Regions from separate parts of the Mus musculus genome. Here region 2 is linked to region 1. Evidence: chromatin contacts called from public Hi-C data. All regions are on one chromosome and are shown on one strand. The core of a region is the stretch at or near the end of the contact, and the rest is flanking DNA. Distances in the headings are between cores, read along the strand shown.

Evidence for each region. Hi-C and Micro-C count contacts between places; a contact is called where the count stands out from the background.
Region 2: a contact with region 1 is called in a Hi-C map of the N1E-115 cell line, with 8 times the contacts expected there. The contact joins two enhancer-like sites. A contact is called at or near these places in 2 of 484 Hi-C or Micro-C datasets (the N1E-115 cell line and embryonic stem cells).

Annotation. Positions count from the first base shown.
Region 1 is chr17:56,358,287-56,364,648 of GRCm38.p6, reverse strand. The region is part of intron 5 of Kdm4b (lysine (K)-specific demethylase 4B); the gene reads right to left. Among named protein-coding and RNA genes, the nearest start is that of Gm32715, 27 kb to the left of the region's middle. Within about 2 kb of position 3,973, at least 77 of the 459 cell types and tissues checked have an H3K27ac peak or open chromatin away from gene starts, as enhancers often do. A contact at or near this core is called in the N1E-115 cell line, where this site is marked.
Region 2 is chr17:56,808,172-56,814,533 of GRCm38.p6, reverse strand. It overlaps Rfx2 (regulatory factor X, 2 (influences HLA class II expression)), which reads left to right. Exons shown (of 17, transcript NM_009056.2): 2 at 6,209-6,300. The coding sequence starts at 6,217. Among named protein-coding and RNA genes, the nearest start is that of Gm41604, 17 kb to the right of the region's middle. Within about 2 kb of position 3,978, at least 129 of the 459 cell types and tissues checked have an H3K27ac peak or open chromatin away from gene starts, as enhancers often do. A contact at or near this core is called in the N1E-115 cell line, where this site is marked.

The DNA.
Region 1 (6,362 bases), core at 2,724-5,223:
TCCCAGCACTTGGGAGGCAGAGGCAGGTGGATTTCTGAGTTCGAGGCCAGCCTGGTCTACAGAGTGAGTTCCAGGACAGCAAGGGCTACACAGAGAAACCCTGTCTCAAAAAAACAAAAACAAAACAAAAAAGAAGAAGAAGAAAGAAAGAAAACCAGACAGCAAAGCACTGCACATAAAGTCTGCGGCCAACCAGGACAGGAAAGCCACTGTCCCCAAGTGTCCCTACAGTAGTAAAGGGCAACACTGAAGAGGTGATCCAGAGCAGAGTAAGTGGCCTTCACAGACACCTTCTCTAGCTAGCTCCACACTAGAGACACTAGCCAATGAAATACAGCAGGAACAAGTCAGGAATGCTCAAGGAATAGTCAACAACCGGAGGGAACAGGCTGAAAGGTAGCCAGCACCTTGCAGACCTGAGCCAAGTCCCAGCACATGGAGACTCCCAACAGCAGAAGGGACTCAGAGCACAGGGCTACAAGAAATACCCGGGATCTAAAGTAAGGCACTCAGAAGGAAACCAACACTGTGTCAGGTCCAAGAGACACCTGTTCTGTGTCCCCAGCAACAGGAATGCAGACAAGAATGGTAGACACACTCCCTCCCACAGGGTCTCATTGAGGCCTATGGTCATACCACTGGCAAAGAGCAAGTGATGGTGGCTCCCACAGCCCTGGCCACAGCCTGGGAGACCTTGGAAAGAGAGCATATGGGACTGCAGGTGACTTCCTGGTGTGACCAAGCAGGAGGCCTCTGCAGCTGAGTCTCAAAAGGAGGGATTCCACAGGTCAGAGCAAAACCTGGACAGACAGGTGTTAAATGAAGGTGCCCTTGAACCCAGGCATCAGAGGCAGGCTGGCAAACAGACTGTCAACACCCACTGCCCACCCAATGGAGAGGATGTGACACACATGGGAAAGACACATGGGGCTGTGAGCAGCTCCATATGAGGGACCAGGCTTCTATGTACCCCAATTTGATCACTCCCACAAAAAGAGCTTCAGTTTGCCTAACCCAAAAGGGATTTCCAGTAAGGAACCACCTGACCTGGCTGGCACTGAGTGAGGTCTGCCCATTCCCACCAGGGAATCCCCACGTCTTAGCGTCTTAGCGTCTTATCGCTTGTGCAGGTGGGACAGACAATACAAACTGCAGCAAAGATAGCAGCAGCCAGAATGGGAGAGGCTGCTCCCAGGATGGAGACTATTGAGCCACTGGCTTTATCTCTAATGGATCGTTTTCTGGGACAATGGGCGGTAGAATTTGGTGTCACACACCAGCGGTGTCAATGGCTTCTAGTAATGACATTTTTATTGAAACACACAGGGGATCAAGAGAGCTAGCTTGGAGAACACAGAGCCTCAGAGATAGGAGGACCAACCACCCACAGGGAAGCTGGTGGTATGGGGAAGAACAGTGTCTGGGTAGCCGGGGAGGGGTGGATGGATATCTGTGACTGTCACATCTCCCTGGGGACCCAGGGAAGAGGTTAGACACTGTCACATTTGTGTCCAACAATCTCAGATGAGGCAGAGGCTGCATGCTCAGATGAGGTGTGGGGCCCCACCCCCACCCCACCCCCACCCCCACCCCCACCCCCATGGATTTTTAGTGAAGGACAAAGACCAAAACTTAAATGTCACCTACTCTGCACTGCCCAAAGTCTGGGAAAGGTTCACAGGAGAGAATCCGAGAGGCAGGTCCTGGTGATGGTGCAGAGCTAGTAAGGGCCTAGTGGTGGACATGAGTGGGGTACAGAAAAGGCACCATTTTGGACTTGGAGCTGTGGACATGCAGAGGCTTCCAATACCCTGGACCATGTCCCAGACAACAGGAGTCCTGTACACAGCCATCAGCCTGGACTCACAGTCTGATGCAGTAACCCTGTGTCAGTGGTCTCCTAAGCCAGGCTCAGGATTCTGCCCAATCACTGTGTTCAAACTTAAAAACAAAGAATTAGGGGCAGGTCCTCTGAGAACAAGGAGGGGGGCTGCTCAGAACAAAGAGAATATGGGTGGAGACAGGAGACACTTCCAGGACCTATGTGCTATACACTGTGGCCTGCATGGTAGGCAGCATGGACAGCAGGCCTGTGGTCACCCAGGTCTCTCTGAGGTCTGTCCACCTGAAAGAGGTGTGACCTATATGTGGACATCCCAAAAGTCACCAGCAGGTGACTGAGCCTGAGACAGCCTGCAAAGGTGAATTCCCAACAGGAAGTATGCCAATCAAGCTTTTACATATGGTTGGAGAGAAGACTGAACCGTTTATACAAAGTTCAGCAATGGCCTTTCCCAGGCCACGCAGCCCAGGGACATGGAGTGTATGGAGTTCAAAGACAAATGGGGTAGCTCAAGTCCTCAAGCCAGGACAGCAGCACTGTGTGCAGAGAGGGCAATGGGACTTCAAGGGCTCCTGCAGAGCACAGCAGTTCACCGCACACATGGAGAGTACACATGAACACACACCTAGGCCCCCATCCTTCGTTCCACAGTAAGAAAGAGGGGGTTCCATGGCCTACCGGGAGCCTGCAAAGAATTCAGTGGCTCAGGGATAAAGAGATGGCCCAGTAGTTAAGAGCACTGGCTAATCTTCCAAAGTACCTAGATTCAATTCCCAGCACCCATATGACAGCTCACTCCAGTTCCAGGGATTGGACAGACACATATGCAGGCAAAACACCAATGCACATAAAATAAAAATAAGTCATTATTAAAAACTCATTGGGGTGAGTCTGGCCTCATCAGGAGATGGCCCCTCCAAGGTCAGGGCTGCAGAAAGCAAGGGTGTTCCCACACAGCCTGAAGGCAAGGGGCTACTGTAGGCTGCCTAGAGAGCCCAAAGGGTTCATACACTCCACTTCTGAGCCACAGAGCCCCAGGCACACAGATACCACAGAGCCCACGCTCCATCTGTGATTCCTCTCCAGGAAGAAGGAAAGGAACCAGGCACCCTGAAAAAGAGACAGTGTTGGGTCCAACTGTCGGCCTAGCACAGGGCCACCCTGCTTCTTCCTCTCTTGACTTCTCTGAGAATTAAAACATTTAATTTTAGAGTTTATTTCACCTCAAAGTACAGTGTGGCAGACATTAAAGAATGCCCTGCTGGGAGAGAATACCCAGGAGACGACCTGAGCCACACAGTCAAGGTCAGCATTAGCATGGCCAGTCTGTGATGGAGGGACCACAGACACTATACTCCACATCACCAAGGCCAGCGAGCAAGAAGGAAAGTGGGAAGTCAGATAACAGGCTGCCCAGAGGAGCTAGGAGGACTGTGTAAGACACTGAAAACTCTGCATAGCGCATGGTCCACTCCTGGGAAAGCTGCAGTGCTGGCTCACCATAGACAGATCCACCTGCACTATCAGGTAAAAGAGGGAGGAACAGGAAGAGGGAGGAAGAGGACAGAGACAAGGAGGAAGAGGACAAAGAGGAGGAAGAAGACAGAAAGTAAAAGAAGTAGACAGAGAGAGGAAGAGGAAGACAAAAAGGGAGGGGAGGGGGCAGGGAGAGGAAGACAGAGGAGAGAGGAAGAAAGGAGAGAAGAAAGGAGACAGAGAGGGGGAGGAAAAGGGTGGTGGAAGGGAGAGGAATCCCCAACCAAAAAAAGTAGGCCATATAAAAACCAAAGAGAAAGAGCTACGGGCCACCACCCCAGCTCACCGTTTGGCTCAAGAGCCCAACTCAGCTCCAATTCCCCAAGTCTGTGGGGTGGGGAGGGGCTCCTCACAAACTGCTGCAGGCTAACAGCCCTGATTCAGGCAAAGAATACAGAAGGCTTCCTGCTCAGCATTGCTTACAGAGCTCTGCAGCCCAGAAGCAAACTCTTTAAGTGAAGACAGAAAGGCAGGGGAGAGTCAAGTGGGACCCTGTATGAGCCCCAACATGCAAATGGTGTGCTGGCTGCTCTGACCCTCAGATCCTGGGAACACAGCTGCGAGGCAGGGCCTGCCACAGCCAAGTCTTCGGCAGGCCTGGTTGTGGAAAGGACAAAGCAGGACGGCTCATCGAGCTAATGGGCACAGGCTGTGACTCAGAGCTGCACCCTGCCGTGTGCACCAGATTCCCTGAAATTGCCCGTCATCATCAGAGCATCGTGGTGGCTAATGACACAGGGCTCATCTTGCATGCCAGGGGCCCAATGCCCCAGTTCAAGCTCAGGCACGTCACAAGCCTCAGTTACTTATCTGGCTGCAGTGGTGGCTGAGATGTACAGCAGTCTCAACAAGCGGAAGGCCAGAACCATGGCATTAGGGTGACAGAGCAGCTGTGGCCAGAGTGAGGCCAAGGGCCCAATGACAAGGCAGCAAGGGGTACTGGGCCAGGAATAACACAATTGTCCCTTGCTAGCTTCTGTGTGTCTGGACCAAGTGGTTGCGATGGCTGGAGAGCCAAGCCCCACAGGACAGAGCTTTGAGTCCAGCTGGAGAATGCCCCTGGCTGGCTCTCAATCACCTTACATTTGGGGTCTCCTGGCTTCTAGTCCTGAGGGAGGGAACACACAGTAGCCTGTGGACTGACTTCACATGCTTGCAATGTCGGAGACAACATAGGTCAGGGGACATGGAGTGATTGCATCCTTGGGACAGAGGCCAAGGCCATCATTGAGATGTGGACTGGGTAGAGAAAGATCCTGCCACAGCCATACTTGGTGCATTAGCAACACAGCCACAGAGCCTGTTGTTAGGCTCTACAGCACAGGGCAGCTACCTGGGACAAATGTCACCCTTGGAGGAGGTTCCTTCTATAGAGAGCTCTGCAATCTCATAAACCCCAAGGACAACTGAGGACAAGCACCATGGCCAGGTGCTCTAGAGAGGACAGAGTGGCAGTGCAGGGACCATGAAGAAGTCCCCCATCCCCACTCCCACCCCCCCAGTGGTGATGTCCCCACACCAAGAGACCATCACAGTCACTGGCTTCAGGTCAGAGCAGGGACAGCAGCAGCTCACAGACTTGCACACATCAGTTCAACTCAGACATTGTGGGGCATCTGCCTTTCCAAAGCACTGCAGGGAATACTTGGCACATGGAAAGCATCCACCTCCCAGGTGTCTACCACACAGTAGAGGCAGGACAAGGGAGGGACCAGCAATGTGAGCCAGATAAGAGACAACCACTCCAAGCTGCGCTGCCTCCTGCTGGCTTCATCATCAGAGGGATCTGGCAGCTCAGCTGACAACTGGAAGGAACCACCCTCACAGGTGCAGAGAGTTAGGGTAGGGCACAAGAACCATCTTTGCTCCCTCAGTATGGGGGCTGCAAGGCACTCAGAAGCCAGTGCCATACCAGCTGATAGAGATCCAAGCCAGGGCAGCTCTCCAGCAGATCCAGCCGTCCTTTGGGGTCTTAGAGGGCAATTGATGTAGGCTACCTTCCCTAGGCTAGGCTAAAGGGTCTGACTAACCATAGTGGTCATAGCAGATTACACAGGGTGGAGGGGGAAGCACGACTGGGAGACCTTCAAATACAGGCCTCCTCATTTCCCATACAAGGCACTGTCCTTGGAAGCCTTATAACAGCTGTACAGTGTGCCCACTCCTCCAGAGACCCCAGTGCAAGAACAGCTTTCTATAGAGAGCATGAGAGCCCACCGCTCCTTCAAGTGCCACCTGCAGGGGCAGCTTCTGGAAGACTAGACAGAACCTGCCCAGGGCAGCACACACCCCCACCTTCAGATTCCTTGACCCTCAAATCACACCAGTCAAAGCTGCAACAGATGCAGAGAACCTTCAGAAAATACTGCAACCTGCAGATATCCTCATGTATCCAAAACCCAGTATGGTGCTGAACCAGAACACAAAACATAGACTGGACTAGAGGATCTGATGGAGGAGGGGTTGCAACAGTTCCCTCTGAGAGTAAAGCATTCCATTTTGCAGAGATGCATTTTAAACAGGAAGGTAAGCAACTAAAAACAGCTTCAGGAAGTCCCTGAAACCAACCAGCTTCACTTGGCCCCTCCCTGTCAGAGTGAGCACTAATAAAGCTGAGCTCAGGAAACCAGTCTGCCTGGAAGATGCTCAGACCAACTGAGGCACTGGAAAGGACAGTCTGCATCCTGACATCCTCCCTGCAGGCTGTGCGGTGAGCATCAGGTTCTCAGCTTTCTGAGCTGTCACTCAGGCCTTGGTGATGCAGCTGTCTGTGAGTCATTTCTGCTCCAGTAGGTGACCCCTCATGCATATGCCTGTCAGTGACCCCAATAAAACTCATGGCACCACGCTGGACTTTGGTGGTGCCCATACTAGGAACTGTCATAGGCTCTGTTAGCATTCCTTCTAGGCTTTGCCCAACAGTCACCTGGCAACAGCCAAGTAGCCTGGCTTCCTATAAAAGGGGTTGTGTGGTCTCTTCTTG
Region 2 (6,362 bases), core at 2,729-5,228, 450 kb before region 1:
AACGGGAGTGGACTGCGTCGCCCCTGGCAACCGTTGTTACTCAGCAAACAATGAGGGCTGGGCACGCGGCGCCAGAGGCCGGCGCCCGGTTCCCATCCAGCATCTGCATGTGTTTTCTGATTAGATGATGTGGAGGTTCGCGGGAGGGGGTGGGGAGCTGGCAGGTAGCAGGCACCGAGAGTCCCACGGACTCTGATTTTAGTTTTCAGTGGAATTTTAAAGAAACTCTTTTTTTTTCCCCCCGAGACAGGGTTTCTCTGTATAGCCCAGGCTGTCCTGGAACTCACTCTGTAGACCAGGCTGGCCTTGAACTCAGAAATCCACCTGCCTCTGCCTCCTGAGTGCAGGGATTAAAGGCGTTTAAAGAAACTCTTAATTCCTGTGTTTCTAGGGTCTCTATCTGGGCCACTCTGATGGCTGACAAAGCAGAGCAGAGCCCCCAAAACACTCCCACTCGGGACGGGCTGGTGTTGGAACCTGAACCCAGAACACTCTGATCCCCTGTGCTGGGATCCCCCCTGACACTGGGATCCCAGAGTGATCTGATAGGGTACACCAAAGATGCTGGGGCAGGCTCACGACAGGTGCCTCTTGCAGGCCGCTTTCCAGCCCTGGCTGGATCAGGATCAGACCCACCGCCCTCCTACTCCTCCCTGTGGCTAGGGACAGGGACTATTTCCCAGGGCCCCGTTGCTGAGGTAAACACTGGCCTGAGTTCTGTTCAGACACCCTGCCCCCACAAGAAGCTATAAATCCAGACTTGGGAGCAGGGCTGCTCTGAGGGGATTTGGCTGCCACCTTTACTTGGGTCTCGGGTGCTCCCACGATGCACCCTGGAGCCTGTCACTAACTTCCTCTGTACATCACTCACCCCCTACTTTTCAGAAGACTATCATTTGATGCTGAGTGGCTACTGTCTCAGCGGTTTGTTTGTTTGTTTTTGAGCAGGGTCTCTCTGTGTAGCCCTGGCTGTTCTGGAACACAATCTATAGAGCAGGCTGGCCTCGAACTCAGAAATCCACCTGTCTCTGCCTCCCAAGTGCTGAAATTAAAGGCGTGCGCCACCACTGCCTGGGGGCCCAGTGTCCCAGCTATAGTGACTCAGCTTGTGTCTGGGACATTTAAAAGAATTTCAACAGGTTTCTGAACTTTCAGGGTTGCTCCCAGCACTGAATGTGACAGTGTCCTATAAAAATGGAAGCAAGCTCGGTGTATGAAAAACTGAAGGACAAGCCAGCAGCTCTGCTCCATCATACCCAACCCATGGCTAAGATCTAGTGCTCTCTGTGCAGTGGCACGTGCCTGTCACCCCAGTGATTGGGAGGCAGAGAGGAGAGAAGTAGAGTCCCTGGAGTCGAAGCCCAGCCTCACCGACATCATGAGCTTGGGTCAGCCTGGGCTGTGTGAGCTCCTGGCTTATAAGAGTAGACACACAGCACCTTTTTAGTGGATTATCTTACATGTTCTATTTATGTGAGTGTATGTATATCTTCACAGGCATGCCATAGCTCACTTGGGTGGGTCAGAGGGCAGCTTTTGAGAATTGGTTCCCTCCTTCCACCATGTGGATCTCAGGAATTGAATCAGGACATCAGAGCTCAGAGCCATCTCATTGGGCCTAACTGCTTTTTGTTTTTTAATTTCCCATGGAAGTGCTTGCTTTGCCACTTGAGTAAACACTAGCTATACCCTCCCCCATCATCACCAGTCTCAGAGCCCAGAAGATGCTGTGGGGCAGAGGGAAGACCTGTGAGCTGTGCTGTGACTGCCCACAGGCAGGAGGGATGGGGGACAGTGCCTCCTGCTCCATCTTGTCCTTGGCTGTCAGCTGCCATCCACAGTTTGGTTCCCCTGGTCAAGGTGCAGTGAGCAAGAGGAAGGGATGATGGGACCAGGACAGAGCACAGGTCCAGGTGGGCAGGAGGGAGTGGCGTAGCTTCAGGCCTCAGGGCTGTACACTGTGGAGGAACCCATAGTGAGGCATAAGGGAGTTAGTCAGGGTGAACATGCCTTGAGCCTCGTGTGCAGTGAAAACCAGAGCTAGCCAGTTTCCTGGGACCCAGGGTGCAGCTACAGACAGGCATCTGTCTACAGGGACAAAATGGTGCTGTCCTGGGAGTGACTGAGCCATGTTAGGTGGGCACTGTGTGTCTGTGCATGTCCATGTGACACCTCTGACACCCACTCCCTGAAGGCAGAGCACTGTCAGCCGCCAGCTCTACCCCAGTCCCAAGTCACCACCTTGGTAACTTCCGAGCACCCGGACATGACGGGTGAGTTTACTTTCCCCATGTAGACATAAAACCATGGCTCTCCACTCACATGGGGTGAGTTTATTCCAGAGCAAACTTGAGAATCCAGGAGCACAGAGTTAGCTGACCTCAAGTTCCTCATTTGAGCATGAAGGCTATTCAGTGGAGCTTTGCCATAATGGGACAAAGCAGTAACTGAGGATGCACTACGTTCCCTGCTGGAGACCCCAGTGTCAGCCACCGCACAGGACAGAAGTACAGCTGCGGGCCTCAGACACCCTGAGGACTCAGCCTCTGGGCTGGTGGTAACTGGGGTTCTCTAAGTGATAACATCCCAGAGGGTTTTTATCTCTAGTCTAGATGTTAAGTCTGATACAGAGGAGTGAGAAATGGCTACTTAGGAGGCTAAGGCTAGCCCGATATAAAGTGAATTAGGCCCAGGACCTGCAGCATTCCAACTCCCCAGTCACTGAAGTTTCCGTCTGTCACTGGGCCTCTGCAGGCACAGGTCCTTCCCAGAGCTGCTCCCTTGTGACAGAAAGCAAGCCGTGTGACCCCTCTGAAACTCTTATTTCTTTGTTGTATTTATTTGTTGTGTATGAGTTGAAGGGTACTTGTATCACAACTTGCATGCCAAAGGACAGCTGGCATCCATCATGGGCCTGGTTGTCAGTCTTGGTGGCAAGTGCCTTGACCCACTGAGCCCCCTTGTAGGCCGGAAAAAGAAATGGAATGTGAAGATTCACAGTGGGGAACTAGTTGCCAATTCCAACTGGAAACCCACCTGTGCCAGAGGCAAACTGATGGGGCTCAATAGGCGGTTCCATCCCCTGCACCCCTTAAATCATGTGTGGTGACGGCTATCACACACTGCAGCCCTGGAGAAGTGGAAGCTGGAGGTTAGGAGTTCAAGGCCAACCTCAGCACTCAGTGAACTCAGGCCTACTGGAGACCCAGTCTCCAAATGGCAAAAACAGGGCTGGCTTCAGGCACTGCAAAAGTTCAGCTGAAGGAAATCTTACAAGGGTGGCCGGCACTTGGCAAGGGCGCCCCCGCCCTTGGACCTCTGAGCCCTCTCTCCACTCAGTGTGTGGGTGTCTGTGTGAGTTCAACCTCAGGCTTCAGAGGGTTGATAGCCAGAAAATGCTGAGTTTCTTGGTATCCCTGGGGACCCTGACCCTTCCTGGGGACATGGGTGACTGTCACACAGTGTGACTGGCATGAACAGTGCTCAGCTCTCTCAACCCTGATGAATACCAAGAGGCAGGCAGTTCAGGGGCATGGAAGAGAAGAACTCAGTTCCACAGTGGGGAGGGAGACAAGATGCAGCCACCATGGCCAGCCGCTACAGTTGCCAGCATCACCTTCAGGTCCATGCTAAGCAGGGCAGCCCCCAGCACAGGTCACCAATGCCCAGTGTCACACACAGGCCACTTACTCCTGAGACCTCAGGTCACAGGGAACCAAGAGAACTTGTCTGTAGGGGAGCTGGAGTGTGGGCCCATCTGGCTGGACCTGTCCCCCTACTCAGAGCAGGGATACAAATTGCATTGGTGGGTAGGACTCAGGTGCCAGTCTTGCCACCAAGACTAACAAAGACCAACTGAGGCTTGATTCCCCCACAGCAGAGCTTAACCAAGTGGCAAGTGACAGAGTCACAGCACCCCTGGATGGGTGGATAGAGGGGTGGGGATAAAAGAGAGAGAAATTGCTTAAGGTCACAGTGAGTCAGGACAGCCAGGAACCCAGCCCAGAAATGGCTCACAGCCTCCCTGCCCTTCCTTGCCTGCCCACTTGTTGCTAGGCAACCCAAGATTTTTTTTTCCCCCTGTAAACAAAGGGCGCTTCCCCAGCAGATCCACCTGGCGCCAGGCCAGACCCCAGCGCACTGCAGCCTGTGCCTGCCTCTTGGAGTCCTTGGAGACAGCAGGAGACTGGCCACTGCAATCTGCCATCCAGCAACTCCACTTGGGCACTCTGTCAAGTTCAAGGTCAAATGCACAGACTGGATTAGAGGCTGGTCTTGGGGAGACTTGAGGCCTTCTTTTGGACCATTGACTGGCAGTATGTGGTAGAGCTGGGTCACCAGGGAACCATGAGCCAGGCTCAGAGAGGCAGGATGACAGAGTGCTCTCAGGTTCCTGAGACCCCCATAGGGGAGGAAATCAGGTGAGGACAGGTAGAGAAAGCCAGGTCCCCCCAGGAGAGAACTCAGGAGAGGCAAAGAACCAAGCAGAGAAGCAGAGGGCCAGTGAGCAAGACTCCCGTGCCCAGCAAGCTCAGCCACACCATTGCTATTGCAGTCCTTCCAGCCAGTACACACCAGAATGCACAAGCACACACACACACATTCACCCATGCAGCAAATGCATGCACATATACGTACACACACATTCGACACACCTAACTGTAGCTTATCAACCTCAGTTTGACATCTGTGGCCTTCCCTTATTGAATGACAACCTTTAACTTTTTCACTTGACTCAGATACATCCCAGCTTCTCTCTGGCTTGCCAGCCACTAGTGTCATCCCGAGGTTCAGGTGGAATGAGGAGAGGAGGGCACACTTGAACTTCAGCTCTGGGCTCCTTGACAGTTGATCCCACAACCTGGGCAGCTCCTGAGTGAGGAGGGTGGTGCATACTGTGAGGACTCAGTAGCCACAGAGGACTCCCATGCTGAGTACAGGGACAGAGAGACCCAGCCTGGGCAGGGGACATGTTCCACGTGTCCCTCAGGGCTAGTACCTGTGGGCCCACTGAACTTCCCTCATGGAAACCTCATGCACCATGCAGCAGTACCAACAACAAACCCACCAGCCATCACTGGCTGTTATCATCTCTCCCACCTGAGACCTGGGCCACCCCAGCCCATCTTAGTACTGGGACCAAAGACATGATCAACCACACCTAGTGTGTGTGTGTGTGTGTGTATGTGTGTATGTGTGTGTTTCTGTCTGTCTGTCTGTCTGTCTGTCTGTCTGTCTGTCTCTTTGTATGAATGAGGTGTCCATTGTTCAGACACGGAATGGAATGGAAGCAACTGGGTGTTACTAGATTTGTTCATTTCAGACATTCTTGTGAGTCTTTGGTGACAAGTTTTGTTTCATACAGAGCCTCCCTCACTCAGTAGTCCAGGCTGCCCTGAAACTCACCTTGTGGCCCAGGCTGGCCCATGAACTCCAGGAACACTCCCCCTGCCCCATCTCCACCTCCCATCTCACAGTCACTGAGACTCCAAGATTCTTACTGGGTTCTGGGCTCAGAACTGAGAGGTCCTTGAGCCTTTGAAGGACTCTTTGCTGACTGAGCCGTCCTCCCCTCTGTCGGATTAAAACACTGAATTTGATTTATTCATTCATCAGCTTAGTTACTCATTCCAGTGTGTGTATACACAAAAGATTTTTCTTACAGAATACTTTTTGTTTTATGTTTGTAGCCCAGGCTGGCTTTAGACTCCTCATCTTGAACTCCTTACGCTCCTGCCTCCCTCCGCTTGTGTCCTGAGCCACTCCAAGTGCCTTCCCTCTGGAAACCGCTACACTGACGCGCATCACTGTACTGCGTGGTTCTGGCTCCATCTAGTGATCACCAATGGGGCAGCACAGGCGGGTGCAGAACCCAGTGTCACCAAACAGGGATTCATCCCCTCTTCCTGTGGGCACTCTATGTCATAGGCTGTCTCCAGTGACTGTTGAGACAGGAGCTTATTGACTGAATCTGAGACCGGGGTCCTCCTGCCCCTCTCCGCTTCTGGGGCTATAGGCACAAACACCAAGCCTGCTTTTTACATGGGTTCTGTGGATTTGAACCTGGGTGGTCACTGTTGGTGCAGTGGTCGCTTTCTTCTTGGAGCTGCCCCCTGCCGCCATCAGTGATCATGGCTGCTCAGCTTCAGGGCCATGGGCTGCAGGTGTGTGACCCCCCGACACCTCACCACCACTCTCTCTGCTCTAGATCCCAGCATGCAGAACTCCGAGGGAGGAGCAGATTCGCCAGCGTCAGTGGCTCTGCGTCCTGCAGCCCAGCCCATGCCAGCCTCCCCACAGGTGACTGTGCCCGCCCTGCCATCCCGGCACTCTTTGAAAAGTGCCACCAAAGAACCATGACA